2 separate regions of the Danio rerio genome follow, and region 2 is linked to region 1. Evidence: chromatin contacts called from public HiCAR-type data. All regions are on one chromosome and are shown on one strand. Each heading gives the region's core, a stretch centred on a gene start, on an enhancer-like site or on the middle of the called end of the contact. The rest is flanking DNA. Distances are from core to core; before and after follow the strand shown. Region 1 holds the start of eif5a2 (eukaryotic translation initiation factor 5A2). Region 2 holds the start of cldn11a (claudin 11a).

Region 1 (3,989 bases), core at 727-3,226:
CTTTTTAAACAGATGCTCAGTTTTTATTTCAACAAAGGATTGCTAGGATTTAAATGGTCTTAATCTTAAGTATATCTTCAATAATTTTTTTTTTAAAAATTAGCTCAGGTTAGACATAAATCTGAAAGCAAAGTTACAAACCAGAAATTCATCTCCAGATTCAAATTTGCTCTCTATTTCTTTGCCCAGATCGCCTTCAGGCAGCTTGAGGTCATCACGCAAGTCTCCATTGTCCTTCATAAGGGAAAGGTAACCATCGATAATGCCAACCAACTTTGCAATAGGAAAGCAGGGAGAAAAAAGCACATTATTTAAAATGCCACAGCAAATCAAATGTAGATGCTTCCATTGTGGAATAATAATAATTAAAAAAAACTGTTAAATTTGTTAGAACTCACTTGGTAATCCTGTCTCTTGATGTTAGGAACGTCCATGTTGTGGGTGGAGGGACAGATATCTTCATTTTTCTTTCCAGTAAATATGTCAATTCCAACCATGTGCACCTGGCAATGAAATGAAGTATTAATAATGATTACAAGTTTGATAATATGCATGGGTCATGACTTTTGGCCTTCGATCAAAAGCTTTTGGCAGTAAGTTTATTAATACGACACCTTGGCATGTCCATGCTTGCCAGTCTTGGAGGTAGACATCTCCACAATTTTGCATGGACGTCCCTTGAGCACCACAAAGCCGTTCTTCCGCAGGGCACTGCACTGCATGGGAAAGGTCAGGGAAGCTCCAGCATCTCCACTGGTGAAATCAGTATCCAGATCAGCCATGATGGGTTATCGAAGAAGTTTCTGTGCAGAGAAAACATGGTGTTATCACCAGCATGTGCTTGCACATGAAAGAGCACATGGCACATGTAGTGGAGAACAGAAGGTATTGCCATGATAGTACTTCGACATAAGTTAGATAATGTTTTTGTACATTGTATTCCAAGGTACCATGTTTTAAAATGAAAAGAAGCCATACAGTGCAATTACAAAAACAGAACGTTTTTAGAGCTCCTAATGGAAGATTTCATTCAAATGTGGATGAATCATCGTTTGCTCATACACGTGTCGTATCAAACCTGTAGCACCTTTGCTCTGTGAAACACAAATATCAAGTTTTCCCAAAACGTTTACAATTGAGGTAAAAAAAAAAAACAAACAAACAAAAAAACAAACTTTGACTATCAAGTTAGCTTGGATTAACCACAACGACGTTTTTCGTAAAAAAAACCATAATGGCTATCTCGTCAAGCGAGGTAAAACATTAAGTTAGCTGCTTAACGTTACCAAAGCGTTTATAGAAATGATTAATTTGCCCGGTAACTTGTAAGTTGAATAGATTTAACAGAGCAAGTTGAAGGCTAACACATGTGACCTAGCTGAAGAGCTATAACAGGCTAGCGTAACAAAAACGTTGACGAAGTACACGCATAAATACACGCAATTACTAACGTTCTTGTAAATATAAACAAATCTATTCGTTACAAACTCGTTTACGTTGAATCGAGTCGTCTAAGAGAGTTTAGCTGGATGAATGACTCACTTTCCAGCGGCACACAAAGTTAACCGGAACTAACGCTACGGAGTTGCCCGATTCATTGAAACGATCTTTATTATTTCATAAAACCTATAAACGTCGCTTTAGTTCGAGAACAAAACCTATTTTTTGGCCCGTCATTTATTACGAAGTAAGCGGAGATGTTAATCTGAACCTAGAACTTTTGTCAGGCCGTCTAACGTTAGCTTTGCATCAGCTTGACACACATGGAAAAAAATAAAACAACTCCACACCCAAACGCTCTGATCACACAATCGACCGCTTCGGCACACCGTCTTCAATCACCAAATCCTCTTCAAGAGTTGAATCCGGCCTCTGTACTTTATTCAGAGGATTCGACTAGAAATGTAGCGATGCTGGAGCGGAGAGCATTAAAAACGCCAGTCATTCCCTTCCAACAAAAGACGGAGAGACCTGCGCATGCGCGTGCGTGCACCTTTACTGCAACGAGTTTCACATGCACGAGGAGAAACTGCTTCAGCTGCGCAGTGGCAAATTTAAGCGGGACACTTATTATGAAACCCAAAACCATTCATGAAATTGTACAAAGGTTGAAGTCATCGTATTAAAACCCCAAAGCATTTGTTTTGGTAAAGAAATTTTGTAAAAATATTTTGATAAAAAAGTACATTTATTACTGAAAACACGTGGCAACTTCTCCTGACCTGACAATACTGAAATGGATAATGAGAGTATGTTAGTCAACATTTTCTCTTTTTTGCTTTATAGTTTAATAAACGCCAATATTGCGTTTCAGTTGCCAAAATGATGGTATGGGATATTATTTGTTTCTTAAGCACCAAGAAGGATTTCTAAAACATCTAAGGCAAAGGCAAGATATAAAGTATCACTGTTTTGATTACGTCATACGTAACACTATTTACTGTTTAAATGTTCGAAGAGATCTTGGAATAATATATTTGATAACATCGATTAGGAACAGTTTTGGCTTCTTCTGAAAAAAAAAAAGTTTATTTATATTTTTATAACGCTATCGAGGTCTCAATTAAAATTATGTATAACTGTTACCTAATAAAAACTAAACTAGCTAAATTTAATAACAATATTTCCTCTAAATGCTTATTTTGTGCTCAATATTATGAAATACTAAATCCTTCATTGTTGCAGTGCACTTACTGTAAAGTGTTTTGGGTTGACCTTTCCAATTTCATAAATAAACTCTCATTTCCAAACTTTTGTATTTCCCCCAAAAATTAATTTTTTGCTTACTCTCTGAGCTAAGATCCTTCTCATAGTAAATTTATTATTAATTTATTGCTTTTCTGGCTAAATTTTACATCCATAAATGTACATTTTCAAAAAAAAAAAAAAAAAAAAAAACTTTACTTTGTATTTTCAAAAAGTATTTTGATTTATAAATCATCTCCTTAAAAGACTAATACATATATTGCATGTAAAACTTTTTCTTGGAGAAAAACATTTAAACTTGTTTAATTTGCTGGAATTTTATTTATGTAACCCTTCTTTTTCTCTTTGTTCTTATTATATGTTTGTAAATATTCTTTCTTGCATAATTAAAAAAAATATTTGAGGAGACTCATTTCAAAACACTAATCAACCTTAAATCAAATGTTAGGTAAATAGTAATATACTGCAATTTGCAGACGCTTTCCAGGTACTTTGACACTAATCAAACTTTTGTATGGTATATATAATTGAAAAACACATGAAATGACAACACAAATTTAGGGCTTTAGGGCTCACCACTGAATTTTCAATTTTTATTTATTTATTCTATATGTATTAAATATAACACTTCAAGAATTTCAATAGCATCAAATGTACAAAAAATATTTTCAAATCGTCTTCAGATTATTTTTTTAGATATCTAGCTTAGGTAGTTGAATAATTAGAATAATTTACTTCAGCTGTTACAGCACTTCAATAGTTAATTTCAAGTATCATATCACTCACATGGAATATTTAATGTATAAATTTTGTATAATCTTCGTTTGTGTCATATACAGTTAAAAATAGAATTATTAGCCCCCATTAATTTTTACACATTTTTTTGGTTTTTAAATATTTCCAAAATGAGAGCGAGGAAATTTTCACAGTATGTCTGATCATTCTTTTCTTCTAGAGAAAGTCTTATATGTTTTATTTTGGCTACAATAAAAGCAGTTTAAAAAAAAAAAAAAAAAACATTTTAAGGTAAATTTTAATAGCCCCTTTAAGCTATATTTTTTTGATGGTCTACAGAACAAATCGTTATACAATAACTTGCCTAATTACCGTAGCCTGCCTAGTTAACCTAATTAACCTAGTTAAGCCTTTTAATGTCACTTGAAGCTGTACGGAAGTGTCTAGTAAAAATATCTAGTAAAATATTATTTACTGTCTACATGGCAAATATAAAATAAATCAGTTATTAGAAATGAGTAATTAAAACTATTATGTTTATGAATGTG
Region 2 (4,386 bases), core at 232-2,731, 160 kb before region 1:
AACTACTTCAATTATTTGAACTTTAAAACTACTTCAAACTTTCAGACGAGGCTTGTCTCTTGAAATGTTCAACAATTAAAACTAATTAATTAATAATTCATTCATTCATTCATTCATTTTCGGCTAAGTTCTTTTATTTATTTGGTGTCTCCACAGCGGAATGAACCTCCAACTTATCCAGCATATGTTGTCAACAGTGGATGCCCTTCCAGGTGCAACCCATCTCTGGGAAACATCCATACACATTCACACACATATACTATGGCCAATTTAGTTTACCCATTTCACCTGTACCACACGTCTTTGGACTGTGGGGGAAACCAGAGCACCCTGAGGAAACCCACGCAAACGCAAAGAGAACTTGCAAACTTCACACAAAAAATGCCAACTGACCTACTGCACCACTGCGTCGCCACATTTAAAACAATCAGCAGTAATTAAATGTTAAAGTTTGGTAAAAATAAACTGAAATAGTGTTTTCTTGTCTACAAAAATACTCTCTATGTTTGATTTACATAATAACAGCAAAAAAATCTTCAGTGGGAACATTTAAATATGCGCATAGCAAGCAGCATTAGAGGGAAAATTAACATATTACAATCTTAAAGGGACAGTTCCCAAGCAAAATTATATTGTTCTCACTATTTCGTCACTTTCAAGTGTTTATAAACTGTTATGAGTTTCTTTCTTCTGTTAAACACAAAACAAGATATTTTGAAGAAAGCTAAAAACCTGTAACTATCGGCTAAGGACAACTCCAAGTAAACACACCTGAACCAGCTAATCAAGCTCTTTCTAGGTATATTAGAAACTTCCAGGGAGGTGTGTTGAAGCAAATTGGAGCTAAAATTAGCAGGAAACCGGCCCTCAAGGACCAAGCTTGGACATTCCCTGGCTTAGGAAAAACAAATACTAATGAAGTCAATGGTTACAGGTTTCCAGCTTTCTTTAAAATATCTTCTTTTTTGTGTTTTGAACAGGAGAGAGAAAACGATGATGACAGAATTATCAGTTTTTTGGGTGATCTATCTGAGTTCATTTAAAACAAAACTAAATGTGTTACTTTGATTTTTATACTTAAACAACCTGAGAAATAAGCCACCAGAGGGCAGCATACATCAAATATTCAGCTTCACTCAGAGGTGCTGCTGGACTATCAAAAACCACCTGAGAAAACAAAACTCTAACATTTAGTCAATTCAAACTCGCACTTTTGAGGAGTGGTCTGTAAATAAAGCAATTCGTCACTTTTACACGTTCTTCATGTATTCTTTAGCCGGCTACATTACAGACAATAACCTTAGGGGAAAACAGGAGAATGACGTGAAACGAGGGATAAGGAGTAACCTTGGTGTTTGCCTCTTGTCCTGTGATTGGCTGACGTTTTTTGTGTCTACAATATAAATCGCTCAACTAACGGGACTCTCTTATTATATCAACTCAGAAAACTGCGCGCAATCAGGATCTACAACTCATCATCACTTTTTACACAATGGATTAACACGCCTGGATACCATCATCTGATTTATTCTACCAAGTTAACTTGTTTGGCTTTAGATCAACAGATTGTTTAAAAGTGGACTTTTTTTTGCCTGTTGGACACTTTTTTTGCGCACACTGTACACCATGGCCAATACTTGCTTACAGTTCACGGGTTTTGTGATGAGTTTTCTCGGCTGGATCGGGCTAATCGTCGCCACTGCCACTAACGAATGGGTCTTCACCTGTAAATATCAAATGAACACCTGCAGGAAGATGGATGAACTGGAGGCCAAGGGGTTGTGGGCAGACTGTGTGATCTCAACTGCGCTTTATCACTGCATCACACTCACGCAGATTCTCGAGCTTCCAGGTACGTCTGAAAAAAAACAACAAAAAACAAAACAAAAACAAAGATACTTCTTAAGAGTTTATCTATTTTATTAATTTCTTACCAAGATTGAAAACCGTAAAAGACAAAGCTGTTTTCTTATTTGTTAGAATAAAGATAAAATGCCAATGAAAAGTGCTAAGTAGTGGCATGTTTATTGTAATCAGGGGCGGATTTAAGCAATAATCAAGGTAAGCGGCCGCTTAAGGGCGCCAGTAAATCTGAGGGTCTCCAAATAAGTATACATGATAGTATAAATTAGATATAACATACTTTCTATCATATTTTGTACGGAGAGGGTCTAAAATTTTTTTATTTTGACGTAATTGTTGTTGAATAAATGTAATTACATCTGGGCAAATGTGTCCCCTTTCTTTAATCATGGAGCAGTCTTGTGGTCTAATTAGTATAGAGTTAGTTTTAAAAACGAAATAGTTTATTATTTAGCAGGTTTAGTTGTGAATTCATCTTAAGAAAACAAATCGTTTTAAAACATTTTACAAGGTGCTTGACATGTTATTACTATTTTACATTATGATACAATGTAGAAATTGATATCGAATTATATAAAAAACACAACAAAATAAAAAATCGACACAAAAAGTACACAAGGTGCATTTTAGATATTTTGGCCCCCTGGCTGTAATTGTTTAGGACCCCAAGTCACTAAATCCACTCTTGATTGTAATAAAATAAAAATATTAGGCTATATTAATATAATATGAATTGTTTTTAAAGTTTTATTTATTTTTGTATAATTGAAGTTTAAAGTTAAAGTTTACAGATTAAATTATTAGAGCAGAATCTAGACAATTTCACAAACAATTCAAAAGCTAATAATACCTTGAACTCAATTGAAAGAGTTAATGTCGAAAACTGTAAAAGCACTTTTTTTGCAAAACACATTTCAATAATCTTTGTTTCATATAGTGTATAAATGGTTAAATCCATTACAGATTTCTCTTTTAAATTAATAATTTTGATTATAAGGAGGCTTAACAATATTAAACTATTTGAGCACCAAATCTAAAACTGGAACAAATCTAAGCAAACAAACAAACAAACAAACAAACAAACAAACAAACAAACAAACACATAAGATAAAAAACCCACATGAGATAAAAAAACACACACATAAGATAAGTCAAAAAATTACACCCAAATTAATGTTAAGGAAAATATTAAATAACATTTTAATAAACAGGAAAAATAAAGAGAAACACAAAATATATCAAATTCAGTTGAATTTTTTTAGTTTTGTAGTTTTTTATTTGCAATGACTCGTTTGAATTTAAATGTTTTCTCTTTTATTTATTCCTAAAGATGCTGCTTAAATGCTCCAAAATTAAACTTATTGTCAATATATTTACTGAGAAATGAATAAAAAATATTCCTTTTCTAAAGGGGTTCTCAACCAACTCTAGATGAATGTCAAATAAAAAAAAATTATATTTCCTAAAATCTTGTGACAATTTACAAACAAATAATGTATTATCTTTTTAAAAGTGTATTTTTACATCCTGTATAAAAATAACTACACTGTAAAAAATATACGATCAATTAGTCCTGACAGCATACGTTTTAGGTCTTTGTAACTTATTAAACTAAGCTAAACATGTTCTAACTTAATTTTACTTAAGTTACGCAAACAGTTTTAAGTTAGTTAAACATCATATAAGTTCAATGGACTCATACGGTTAATTTGATTCAGCTTAAAAATTAAAGGCAACCAGGAGTTTTTAGTGTAACAAAATTCTAAAAATCATTACAATTCAGCATTTTCATTTCACTTTTCTGAATTCATGACTAAAATCACCTTTCTTTTCTTCATTAAGCATACATCCAGACGTCTCGAGCTCTAATGGTCACAGCATCGATTCTTGGATTGCCTGCCGTTGTGATGGTGCTCATGTCCATGTCCTGTATTAACCTTGGAGGTGAACCAGAAAGTGCCAAGAACAAGCGATCAGTGCTCGGAGGAATCCTAATACTGCTGACAGGTAGGTGTCTTTTTATACTTGTGGAATTAAAGTCATATTATACTCATTAAATACCCCACTGAATGCTGCCCTAAAAACAAAAAGGCCTTTATTTATAAAATCAAAAAAAAATTGCTCAGGGGTAACGTAAATAATGAGTCGGTGCTATCCGAGTTAGGAATTCATCAGAATAAACAGCAAAAAACATCCCAAAGCACTCAAAACATGAGGAAAATATTTAAAAATATAGTTTTGTTTTTTAATATATTTTTTTCACTTTGTTTGAGTGCCCTGGACTGATTTTTGCTGGTTGTCCTTTATTTACACCAATGGTTTCTATAAGAACCTATAATATTCATAGAATCTATACTATACTATACTATACTATATATGTATATATATATATATATATATATATATATATATATATATATATATATATATATATATATATATATATATATTGATTGATCCAACTGGACAATTATTCTGTCGGGAGTATCTGGCCTATTTTGCTAATATTAAAATTTACTTTGT

Evidence for each region. HiCAR-type assays count read pairs that join an accessible place to other places.
Region 2: a HiCAR-type map of caudal fin shows a contact between it and region 1, with 7 times the contacts expected there. The contact joins the promoter of cldn11a here to the promoter of eif5a2 in region 1. A contact is called at or near these places in 6 of 18 Hi-C or Micro-C datasets (caudal fin, embryo, fibroblasts and 2 more) and 3 of 4 datasets of contacts at active chromatin or transcription factors (caudal fin, embryo and gastrula embryo).

What each region holds. Positions count from the first base shown.
Region 1 is chr2:29,174,987-29,178,975 of GRCz12tu, reverse strand. It overlaps eif5a2 (eukaryotic translation initiation factor 5A2), which reads right to left and starts at 1,976. Exons shown (of 5, transcript NM_213262.1): 1 at 1,791-1,976; 2 at 615-803; 3 at 399-503; 4 at 142-273. The coding sequence starts at 782. It overlaps slc2a2 (solute carrier family 2 member 2), which reads right to left. Exons shown (of 11, transcript NM_001042721.1): 11 at 3,290-3,989.
Region 2 is chr2:29,336,365-29,340,750 of GRCz12tu, reverse strand. It overlaps cldn11a (claudin 11a), which reads left to right and starts at 1,481. Exons shown (of 3, transcript NM_001002624.1): 1 at 1,481-1,852; 2 at 3,706-3,870. The coding sequence starts at 1,627.